Linked DNA regions of Mus musculus: region 1 is linked to region 2. A link is a contact called in public promoter capture Hi-C data. All regions are on one chromosome and are shown on one strand. The core of a region is the stretch at or near the end of the contact, and the rest is flanking DNA. Distances in the headings are between cores, read along the strand shown.

What was found. Promoter capture Hi-C pulls out the DNA fragments that hold promoters and counts their contacts.
Region 1: a contact with region 2 is called in a promoter capture Hi-C map of neural stem cells. The contact joins the promoter of Wdr48 here to the promoter of Rpsa in region 2. A contact is called at or near these places in 8 of 39 promoter capture datasets (the 3T3-L1 cell line, cranial neural crest, erythroid cells and 4 more), 8 of 484 Hi-C or Micro-C datasets (CD4 T cells, centrocytes, double positive thymocytes and 3 more), 3 of 115 datasets of contacts at active chromatin or transcription factors (the 230-238 cell line, effector CD8 T cells and large pre-B cells) and 3 of 9 other capture datasets (adipose tissue, liver and pancreatic islet).

What each region holds. Positions count from the first base shown.
Region 1 is chr9:119,893,628-119,899,015 of GRCm38.p6, reverse strand. Wdr48 (WD repeat domain 48) reads right to left here and starts at 4,121. Exons shown (of 19, transcript NM_026236.3): 1 at 4,059-4,121. The coding sequence starts at 4,106. Gm2449 (a long non-coding RNA gene) reads left to right here and starts at 4,104. Exons shown (of 7, transcript XR_871350.2): 1 at 4,104-4,190; 2 at 5,369-5,388.
Region 2 is chr9:120,124,339-120,129,783 of GRCm38.p6, reverse strand. It overlaps Rpsa (ribosomal protein SA), which reads right to left and starts at 2,018. Exons shown (of 7, transcript NM_011029.4): 1 at 1,954-2,018; 2 at 1,162-1,327; 3 at 508-626. The coding sequence starts at 1,294. LOC115485682 (a small nucleolar RNA gene) reads right to left here and starts at 1,004; the gene lies at 849-1,004. Slc25a38 (solute carrier family 25, member 38) reads right to left here. Exons shown (of 7, transcript NM_144793.2): 7 at 5,280-5,445. Gm26448 (a small nucleolar RNA gene) reads right to left here and starts at 433; the gene lies at 231-433.

The DNA of each region.
Region 1 (5,388 bases), core at 2,872-5,371, 230 kb after region 2:
TCTTCAGACACACCAAAAGAGGGCATCAGATCCGATTATAGATAGTTGTGAACCATCATGTGGGTGCTGGGGATTGAACTCAGGACCTCCAAAAAAAAGCAGTAAGTGTTCTTCACTGTTGAGCTATCTCTCCAGACCAGCTGCCTTCATTCTTTCTCATGCTTTTTCCATGGCAGCCCCTTCTGCACACCACCACAACACAACAATTTTCATATAAAAATGTCTATGGGTATCTTATAGAATAAAAACAAAACTTACTTTTATAAAAGAGAGGACCAGACAAGGTCATGCATGCCTTTACACCCAACTCTTGGGAGACAGGGACAGGAGTGAGCTCTAAGAAAGACAGGGTATGTAGAGAGACTGAATCTTAAAAAAAAAAAAAAAAAAAACAAAAACAAAAACCGAAAGCAAACAAAAGAGGAAAGGGGGTGGGTTGGTGCGCAGAGGCACTTGGTACCAACCCCAAAGACCTGAGAGCTCCATGCCTCGACCTGCGAGGTGGAAGGGAGAACCAACTCCTATAAGCTCTTCTCCAAGTGGCTCCCCCACCCCCAAGAGGAACGTCAAAGCATTCTAACCTCACAAAGGGAATACAGGGCAAACTCAGGCTCTTCGAGGCTGAACACTAGGTCATTTCTACCTGGGTATCTGAAAGACACCAGAATGAGACCTCCATGTTTTCTGAGTCTTCTCGCCTCAGCTGATGACTGCTCTTCAGGATTCTACAGTCTGTGGATTACTCTTCTCACACTGTGGCTGACTGAGAGCAGGCACACACTGGGACATCACTGAGGATGAAGGGGTTGCTGGGTGTGATGTGGTTCTCGAGTTCAGAGCCCACCACTGACTGCTCCTCACCTCACATACTTTACCACAGGACACGCAGGCCTCCCTCGTCCGGCCTGCAGCCACTTCTCTGACTGCATCTGCTACTCCTTTCTCTAACCCAGGTCTCTTTTCTGCTACACAAACAGGCCGCACTCCTACCTTAGGACATTTGCATTGGATATTCTCATTGAATGTTTGAAATCTAGATGGCTTCATGATTTTCGCCAAAGCCTTTCAAGTCACCATCTCAAGTAAGGCCTTCTCAGCCCAGAACAAAAATTCCACTTCTGCTTAGCATGGTGGCACAGGCCCTCAAGTCCAGCATGTGGGAAGGCAGAGGCAGGCCAGTCTCTGTGAGTTTCAGGCCAGGCAGATCACAGACACATATGTGATTTTTGTAGAAAATTTCTTTTAAAGACAAGGGTCTTACTACATAGCCCTAGGTGACCTAGAATGCAGCGTGTACATCAAGCCTGCCTCTGCTTCCTGAGTGCTAGAATTAGAATGTGCCACTATGAAAAGCTAGAACACATTTTTAAAGTAAGGGACTGTGGGCTCAAGGAGCTGCCTTTAAGTTTGGCAAAGCAAGACACAAAGTGGTAAACGCTATGGCTCTGTTTGAAGTAAAAATTCACATCAGATAGCAAACTAGAGAAGCACAGGAATAACTCTCATCCACTGTCAATTCTGCCCTTAAAGGAAACTTCTATCTAGAGAGGTTTTGATTGTTATGGCTTGGAAGGTACTATTACATCTAGTGGGCAGAAGTCAGGGGATCCTAAACAACTTAAAACACACACGGCAGCGTCCTCACCTCCTGCAGGGAAGACCGAGTTACCCTAATGTATAAAGAGTGAGCAGGCTGAAGTGACACAGGACACTACACAGTTGCTGTTCTTGAGACATCGAAGAACAACTACAATTTATACTTTTGCACCATTTGTAAGTTCTTGCAATGTGCATGCGTGCATCCCTTCTGTGCAATAGGAGATGAAATCAGTCTCCGAGGCTTCTAGCATTGCTCTGTACCTACTGGACAAATCCTAAACCTTCTCTTAGCAGGCTAGTTTCAGATTTTGATAGGAAATAGTGTCCAATCACAATTGGTTTGCTGTTGAACAAAGTGCTAAACACCAAATTCTACCTTCATCCTCTGGCCAGCTGAGTGTGGAATCAGCTTCTCCCTAGGTCTATACGCACCAGCCGACATCTAGCCTATTTAAACACTTTTTTGGCACCTGATGTGATTTTCTTCTCTACTCTTCTCTGTTGTGTGTGTTGTTTTAAAAAATGTTTTTAAAAGATGCTAAGGACAGAGCCTTGTGAGAGGCAGGCACGTGCTCTACACTGAGGTGTATTCCCCCAGAGTCAAGGATAACTTGGAGCCAGTTTTCACTGTCCACTTTGTGGGTCCCAGGAATCAAACTCAAGTCTTCAGGCTTGGCAGCAAGCACACCTCCCCTCCAAGCCATCTTGCAAGCCCATGTCTTTTAAGTCTTTACCCCAAACTGAACGAACTGATAATCCTTACTCTATCAAGAACCACCGTCCTAGTGTGTGGAACTGGACTAAGTTACAACTTAGTTGAAATCAGTGTTTTCACCCCCTTGGCCTGGAGGCTGGGGCTACTTCAGTGCCATCAATGCCATTTGGAAGGAAAGCAGCACCTACCCAGGGAAAGCTAGGGGATTTTTACATTCTTGTCACCTCACTGATCCTGTAAAGTATTTATTACTTGTTAGTGAGCGTGTGAGTGCGTGAGCGCCTGTGTGAGTGTGGTGCACAGGGGCATAAGCACATAGGGACACATGCATGTGGAGGCTACAGGGTGACCTGGGTGCCTTCCCTCATTGCTCACTCTCCACCCTGTTTCTTTCATGGGACCTGGAGTTTATCAATCAGCAGGACTAGACAGCCATCAAGCTTCAGGGACACTCCATTTTCTGCCTCCCTAGAGCTGAGATTTCAAGTGCCAACCCACATGCCAGGCGTCTTTTCAAGTGAGGGGATAGAGATGTTTACGTGGACGCAGATATTCAGATCCTCATGTTTGTGCTACAGGCCTTCCACCAGACTGACCATCTCCCAGTCAGCCCAATTCTAACCATTAAACAACCATTAGTGAGCACACAGGGCCAACAAATGGAAGTCAGTACTATAAAGAGGACACTCATTCAGAAAATGCCACAGCTTTCCAGCCTTATGCTGGGGTTACTCACCTTTGGCCCTCCCTTCTGAACACTGAGTTCAATCCGTGGAGTGTTTACTGACTGCTAAACCCTTTTAGTCTCTTCTCCTCTGTGCGGCAAGTCTATGCACTCAGTCCACTTTAATGACTGAATGCATTTTTTTTTTTAAGGCAGTGTGTCTCGTGTAGCCCAGACTGATTGATCTCAAACTTGGTAGGTACTGGAGGATGACCTTGAATTTCCGATTCCCCTGTCGTCACCACAGAAACACACACACACAAGCAGCGCTAGAAGTACAGGCGGGTACCAAGCATGCCTGGTTTTATGTGGAGCAGGGGGTTTGAACCTTGCTCAGGACAGGAAGGGCTCTGCTAAACGAGCTTTATCCCCAGCACACAAGGCAGCAAGCAAAACTCAAACGTACACCAAACCAACGTGATTTGGGGAAACCCAAAGCACCCACGGTGCGGGTCAGCGAGCTCATCACTGGAGATTCCGACGTTAGGGAGATGAGGACTAAAAAGGAAGCCCGGAAGATGCATAGTGAGGACGGTGGAGGGCGGAGGCAAAGCCCATCGCTAAGGAAGGGACACTGTCATTTCCTCCAGCACAGCGCTCCCACGTGCGACCCGGACCCGCCACGCCCCCGCAAGGCCCCTCGCTTCCCGGCCTCACCCACCCGCGGGCGCCGCGAGGCCTCCGCCGCCGGGTCGCGGCTGTTCCGGAGGAAGGCGGCCGAGAGCAGAGGCAGGTGAGCGGGCAGCAGGCCCATGGCGCCGCCGCAGGCCCGGTGTCCCGGGACGGCGGTTCGCCGGGACGGCGGTTCCCCGCGACCGCTCGCGAGGCCCGCGCGCCCAGTCCGCCCGCCGCCACCTCAGGCCGTTGGCGCCCCGGCCCCACCCCTCGCGCCGCTGCGCCCCGCCCCGCCATCCTCCGGCTGTCGAACCCGGCCAGCCGCGGCCCGAGGCATCCGCCCGCCCGCGGGGGTACCAGAGCCGACGGCAGTGTCGCCAAGGCCGCGGAGCCGGGCCGCCATACCTGCACTTTCCTCCGCCCGGCTGTGTTCTGCCGGTGATGGGCCGCCATCTTGCATGTTGACACTCCGACGTCACTTCCGGGAGAGTTGAAGCGCCAGCGGATGTCCCGCCCTACTCTGTGGTTGGGTAGAAGGTAGGTAGGGCGTAGGCTTTCCGGGCTGGTTGCGAGGGGAGGCGCTGGCGGAGAAATAGCAGCGTGTGGGCGGGAACGCTCTTGGAACCAGGGCTTGGGGGCCCGTACTGGTCTACCTCTGTGCAGCTAAGCCCCAGGGCCGTCCCAGCGCCTGCATGCAGAGAGAAAGCGCTCAAGAGAGTCGTGCTTAAGTCGTGCCCCAGCCACTTAAGCCAGTGCTTAGCAACTGGACCACGTCTCTAACTCCATATTTATAGGTTTTAAAAATAATAATAATAAAATGTTGTTGTCATTTAGTTATTTTGAGGCATGGTCTCGCTGTGTAGTCCTGGCTGTTCTCAAACACCAGCGGAGAGGACAACTTGTGGTAGTCTTCTTCTTCCACTATGTGGGCCTTGAGATTCTAACTCAGGCTTGGCAGTAGGCACCTTTATCCAGTGATTCATCTCACCAGCCCCCTCAGGATCTTACCCAGACTCTCAGAATTACAGACGTGTGCCTGTACAGCTATAATATGGATCTTAGGATGTTAAGTGAGATAATGTTCGCATAGGCCCTGCTAACTTGACAATATATTTTAAATGATCGTTTTGGCAAAAACATGACCAAAGTACTATAACCCCTATGGAAACCCACTACCTTTATAAACTAATTAAAAAATACAAAGGGGCTGGAGAGATGGCTGAGAAGTTGAGAGCACTTGCAGAGGACCTGGGTTTGGTTCCCAGCATTCACCTGGGAGTTCATGAGCTGCAATAAACTCCAGTCCCACACGCCCCCTTTCGGACGCAGGTAGAACACTCTCCCAAAATAGAAGTAAATCTAAAATACAGAATTTCAAAGAGATACACTTGCATGGATGGAAAATGATTCCCCCCAAAAGACATGCATTATTAGATGAAAATCTCAATGCCAGGCATGGGATAGCTTTCTATGACATGGTCAGGGAAGACCCAGAAGCCCCTAAAACAATACAGGCTATAGCTGTTGCACTTGGTTGCCCACCGAAACTAAGTAGTAAGACACTATTGCTGGAGACACTGTATACTTTGGTAGCTGGACACAGAGACATCAAAGTGCACTGACCCAAAAACTTGTCAGTGATGACTCTGTGATGACTGGCTTCTCTGTGATGACTCTGTGATGACTGGCTTCTCTGTGATGACTGGCTTTCATAGGTGCTGTGAATCCTGCCAGG
Region 2 (5,445 bases), core at 769-3,268:
CACCCCCACACATGGTGGTTTGGTATTGGATCTCCTTGAACAGAACTATGGATGGTTTTAAGCCACCACGTACCAAAACTATCTCAACAGTTCATATCTCATTGTTTTATCAACTGATATACATGTTAACAAAGACTTAACTTGGCTATTTTGTTTGTGTCTGACGTTGCCTTTCCCTTAAGTCAGCACCAATTTCCTCTAACACAAAGCTCTGTTTGCCACCGAGTCAGCACTGTTTCCTGCATGGTTTGCCTCCTCAGTCACTGTCCACAGGACTCTGAGAAGTCGTAGGAATATGCAGGCGCGGGCACAAAGCCCAGCTTCATCTCCAACGCCGTGGAAAGGGACTGTACGTCACTGGGCAAGGCCTATGCTCCCCTATGCCACTAGGACAGAGCCCAGGGAGAGTGACCTCCTGGGTTGTCCACGTTGGATACTTTGCTTTGTATGCCCAATGTACTCTATCGATTACTGACCCCCAAACAAAAGCACATGCATGCCACAAACCTGGCCAGTGTTCCTGGAGGAGATGACGCTGACGTCAGCAGGATTCTCGATGGCAACAATAGCTCGAGCTGCGAGCAACAGCTTCTCCCAGGTCCTCTTCAGGTTTATGATGTAGATACCTAGGCCAGCAAACGGAACTCTCTGAGGAGCTTCCCAAGGCAGGAAGTCTGGCAGTCACTCTGCAGACCTGGCTGATCAGACTCCTGACTGCCTCCTAAACACTAGGATTAAAGGGTGTGAAACCACCACACCCAGCAACAAGTAGTTTAAAGTGGGTGTCCCAGACAGGCTTGCTAGCCTCATAGCCTTGTGAATGGACACTGTGGGAAGGTAAGGCATACGCATGTGGCAGTGACCACTACCAAACTCCAGTCATAGAGGCAAGCTCTACTGGTGTTAGCGAAAATCCTGCCATAAATTCAATGTAGCACACTTCCGACACTCAGAAGTTCACTGGCCAAGACTGGCCTCCACTCTGAGCTTTAATAGTGTGCAGGGTCAGTCAGTCCTCCATGACCTCTGGCCCCTTCCCACACATCCTCTTAGTTACATCACAAGCCAGAGTAGCACTCCAACACCAACCATTCAGTTACCAGGCACTATACCCATTAGAGCACCATAGTCAGGAACTGACTATCACAGGTGGCAACTGACCGTCACTTTTCCTTTTGTAGATGTACTGCTCCATCTGAAAGTCAAGGTTGGTGCCACCTAAGTGGGTTCCCGCAGCAAGGAATTTGAGGACATCCTCCTCCTTCATCTGCAGGACGTCAAGGGCTCCGGACATTGTGTAAGTTTCCCTTTAAGTTACGATGGGAATCTAAAAAAGGAATAAAATTCATCTTTTTTCTTCTGACACTAGAACTCACAAGATTGCCCTGCCTCCTGAGAGGGGGACTAAAGGCGTATGCCACTAGGCGCAGCACATCATCTGAGCTGAAATGGGTTGTGTTCTTATTCCTCCTTGCCTTTCGATTTTTCTGGCCACCTAGTCACTAAGGAAAGTGACTTTGTCAGCAGAGCACATATAGAAAAACTGGACAGTTGAAGTTAGCGCCTCCGCAGGCACACTGACTACAGGATAGCTACTTAAGTATAGCTGCTTCTTTGCACCGAGAGTTGCGCAAAGGCGGCCATGATCGGGGTGCTTCGGGAGTTGTATTTCGAGACTGGCCGGCAGTTCCCGTCCCATCTCCATGCGCCTCACAAGCACTTTTCCCAGCATCTTGCCGACAGGGCCCTCGAGCGTGGCGCGAACCGCAGAAGGGCCCCGCAGTGGCGCCCGCCCCACCTAACTGCGGGCCAGCACGTGGCGCTGCCGCCAGGAGCCAAGCCGCCCCGGCACACGCAGCCTCGGCGCCCTCCGCGCCCACCCATGGCGCGGGAAGCTAGTAAGCGCGCGTCCCGCGGCGTCCGGAGACGCCGAGGGCTCCACGTGAGACTCACCAAGAACAACGCCGTATGGACCCGTCCCCGGGTAGCGCGAAAGGACGGGCGGCCGGAAATGACGTCCTTAAATAACCCACAGCCAGCCAATGGCAAAGCAGGCTAAGCAAAAAGGGAGAACTTCCGCTCCGGAAAAAGCCTCTGGCGCACGCGCAGATTCAGTGAGTGGGCCCGCTGTAGCGCGCGCGGAGCGGAAGTTAAAGTGGCCCGCGCCTGCGCGGCTGCAGTCGCTGCACAGACCCCAGGCCGGAAGTAGCTGGGGCGAGGGGGGGGAGTGGGGGGGGGGGAGCGAGCGTGGAAAGTCCGTAGCTTTTGGTCCGCTGAGTGACGAATAGGCTTCAAGCTGGGCCACCTATGTCAGGATTAACTCCAGGAGCACACACCCGCCTGCCCCTCTGGTACTGGCTCCTTCCTACATTTGAGAACTACAAAATAGTAGTTACCCAGTAAGATATTACAAAAGTGTTGAAGGGAGCAGGGAGAAATTTGGATGCGTCATCTATTTACAAAGCGTTTATTACTGTATTCCATGTCTCAAGTAATCTAGAGATGACTTGGAGTCTGTGGGAGGGTTGTGGTTATTAGAAAATACCAGACTATTTTTGTTTTGTTTTGTTTTTCGAGACAGGGTTTCTCTGTACAGCCCTGGCTGTCCCGGAACTCACTTTATTGACCAGGCTGGCCTCGAACTCAGAAATCCGCCCGCCTCTGCCTCCGGAGTGCCGGGGCTAAATAAAGGCGTGTGCCACCACGCCCAGCTCAGACCATTTTATATTAGGGACTTGAGCATCTATGGGTTTGGCATCCATAGGTGGTTCTGGAACAAATCCCACAGATACTGAAGGATAACCATATATGCATACAACAAAAATAATAGATCAAAAACCCAGAGGAGTGTGGGTGCAGCTCCGTGGTAGAGTACTAACATCGAAAGGCTCTGGGTTTCTTCAGTTCTTGCTGGGGCAAGAGGACCATGAATTTGAAGCTATAGTCATACTCTGTCTCAAAAATAAATATAAAACGGTAAAACTAAAAAGAACAAAGCATTTAACTTGCCACATCGTGAATGTGTATCAAGATATCTTGTTAAGTAAAACAGAATATTCTAAAATCTATTAAGTGGTATGTTCAGGTCAGGTAGTGGTGGCCTATGCCTGTAATCCTAGCCAGCACTCAGGAGACAGAGGCAAGCAGATCTCTACGAGTTGAAAGCTAGTCTAATCTACAAAAATGAGTTCCAGGACAGCCAAAGCTACACAGAGAAACCCTGTCTTTAAAAAAAAGAAAAAATAGAGTGGCCTAGCTCCCTGCGGCTGTCCTTGGTCACGCTTGGTACCAGGCTGAAGCAGTCAAGATGACCTTATTTCAGCTTAGAAGTGAGCACTGGGTTCATATACTTGTCCCTGTAGGATTTGTCTTTGGGTATTATCTAGACAGAAAGGATGGTGAAAAGCTAACTGCTGCTGGGCCGTGGTATTGCACGCCTTTAATCCTAGCACTTAGGAGGCAGGAGCAGGCAGATTTCTGAGTTCGAGGCCAGCCTGGTTTACAGAGTGAATTCCAGGACACCCAGGACTACACATAGAAACCCTGTCTCGAAAAAAAACCAAAACAACAAAAAAAAGCTAACTGCCTTCAGGAATAAGAGCATGCTATTTCAAAGGGAACTAAGGCCCAATGAAGTTACTTGCAAGTAAAAACTGGTTAAATGACAGAATGTTCACATTTTAAAAGTTATTGGAGAAATAAAAGCATTTATTATTTAATTAGAAAAAAATGACAATAGAAAGTGAGTGGTAGGTCTGGGAATGAAGATTATAAGTAGGTATAAGAGCTTACTGGAGGTCGGGGGTGGAAATGTTCTAAAACTAGTTTATAGGGTCATGGCTGCACTTTTAAACAGGGTCTCACAAGTGGAGGATGACTGAGCTTCCAGCTCTTCTGCCTCTGACTCCCAGTGAGGGAATGCCAAGCCTGAGGACCGGTGTTCCTGTTTGCTCTATTGCTAATGCAAATGAACCCACCAGAACCTTGCATGAATTAGCATGACACTCAGCCGAACATCCAGCCCCAAACCACCAAGCAGTGGGCTTCAAGCAAGTAGGAAGCCTCTTTGAATTCATAATCTCAAGGCACTTTTGTTTTTCCTTCAGTTTTTGAGACATGGTTTTCTCTGTGTAGCCCTAGCTGTCCTAGAACTTGCTCTGTCTAACAGGCTAGCCTTGAACTCAGAGATCTTCCTACCTCTGCCTGCTGGGTGCTGGGATTAAAGGCGTGTGCCACCATGCTCAGTTTCCAAAGCTGTTTTTAAAAGTTAAGTTTTCCCAAAAAAAAAAAAAAGGACTTACTTGGCAGGTGAAAACTTAAGTCACCTTAGAGCTGCTTTGCTAGTCTCAGGGAGTAAGACATACTAGTAAGGCTTACCAACCAGAACTTTTTTATATGTATAAATAAATCCAGGGCTTGATCGGGTAGCCCTCCCTGGCTGACCTGTAACTCTTGAGTCCTACCTGCCTATCTCTCAAGTGCTGGGATTAATGGTCTGTTCCTATTTATTTTTTTTTTTTCCATTTTTTATTAGGTATTTAACTCATTTACATTTCCAATGCTATACCAAAAGTCCCCCATATCCACCCACCCCCACTCCCCTGCCCACCCACTCCCCCTTTTTGGCCCTGGAATTCCCCTGTACTGGGGCATATAAAGTTTGCAAGTCCAATGGGCCTCTCTTTCCAGTGATGGCCGACTAGGCCATCTTTTGATATATATGCAGCTAGAGTCAAGAGCTCCGGGGTACTGGTTAGCTCATAATGTTGTTCCACCTATAGGGTTGCAGATCCCTTTAGCTCCTTGGCTACTTTCTCTAGCTCCTCCATTGGGAGCCCTATGATCCATCCATTAGCTGACTGTGAGCATCCACTTCTGTGTTTGCTGGGCCCCGGCATAGTCTCACAAGAGACAGCTACATCTGCGTCCTTTCAATAAAATCTTGCTAGTGTATGCAATGGTGTCAGCGTTTGGATGCTGATTATGGGGTGGATCCCTGGCTATGGCAGTCTCTACATGGTCCATCCTTTCATCTCAGCTCCAAACTCCGTCTCTGTCCTATTTATTTTATGCATGTGATACACCCTTGCTGTCTTCAGACACACCAGAAGAGGGCATTGGATCTCATTACAGATGGTTGTGAGCCACTATGTGGTTGGTGGGAATTGGACTCAGGACTTCTGGAAGAGCAGCCAGGGCTCTTAACCGCTGAGCCATCTCTCCAGCCCCCTCTGCTATAGTTTCTGTTTTTCAGACTGCTGTCAATCAGAGTGCTCTACTGTGTTTGTTTGAACTTTAATTATGGAAAGTGTGAGAACAGCAGAGATGAAGCCTGGGAAAGACTGTCCCATTCGTTCTCGGGGCCTACAGGAGGCAGCCTAGGAACAAAACTAATGCCTATCTTGGTTTTTTGTTCTGTTTTGGTTCTGTCACAGACAGTCTCCA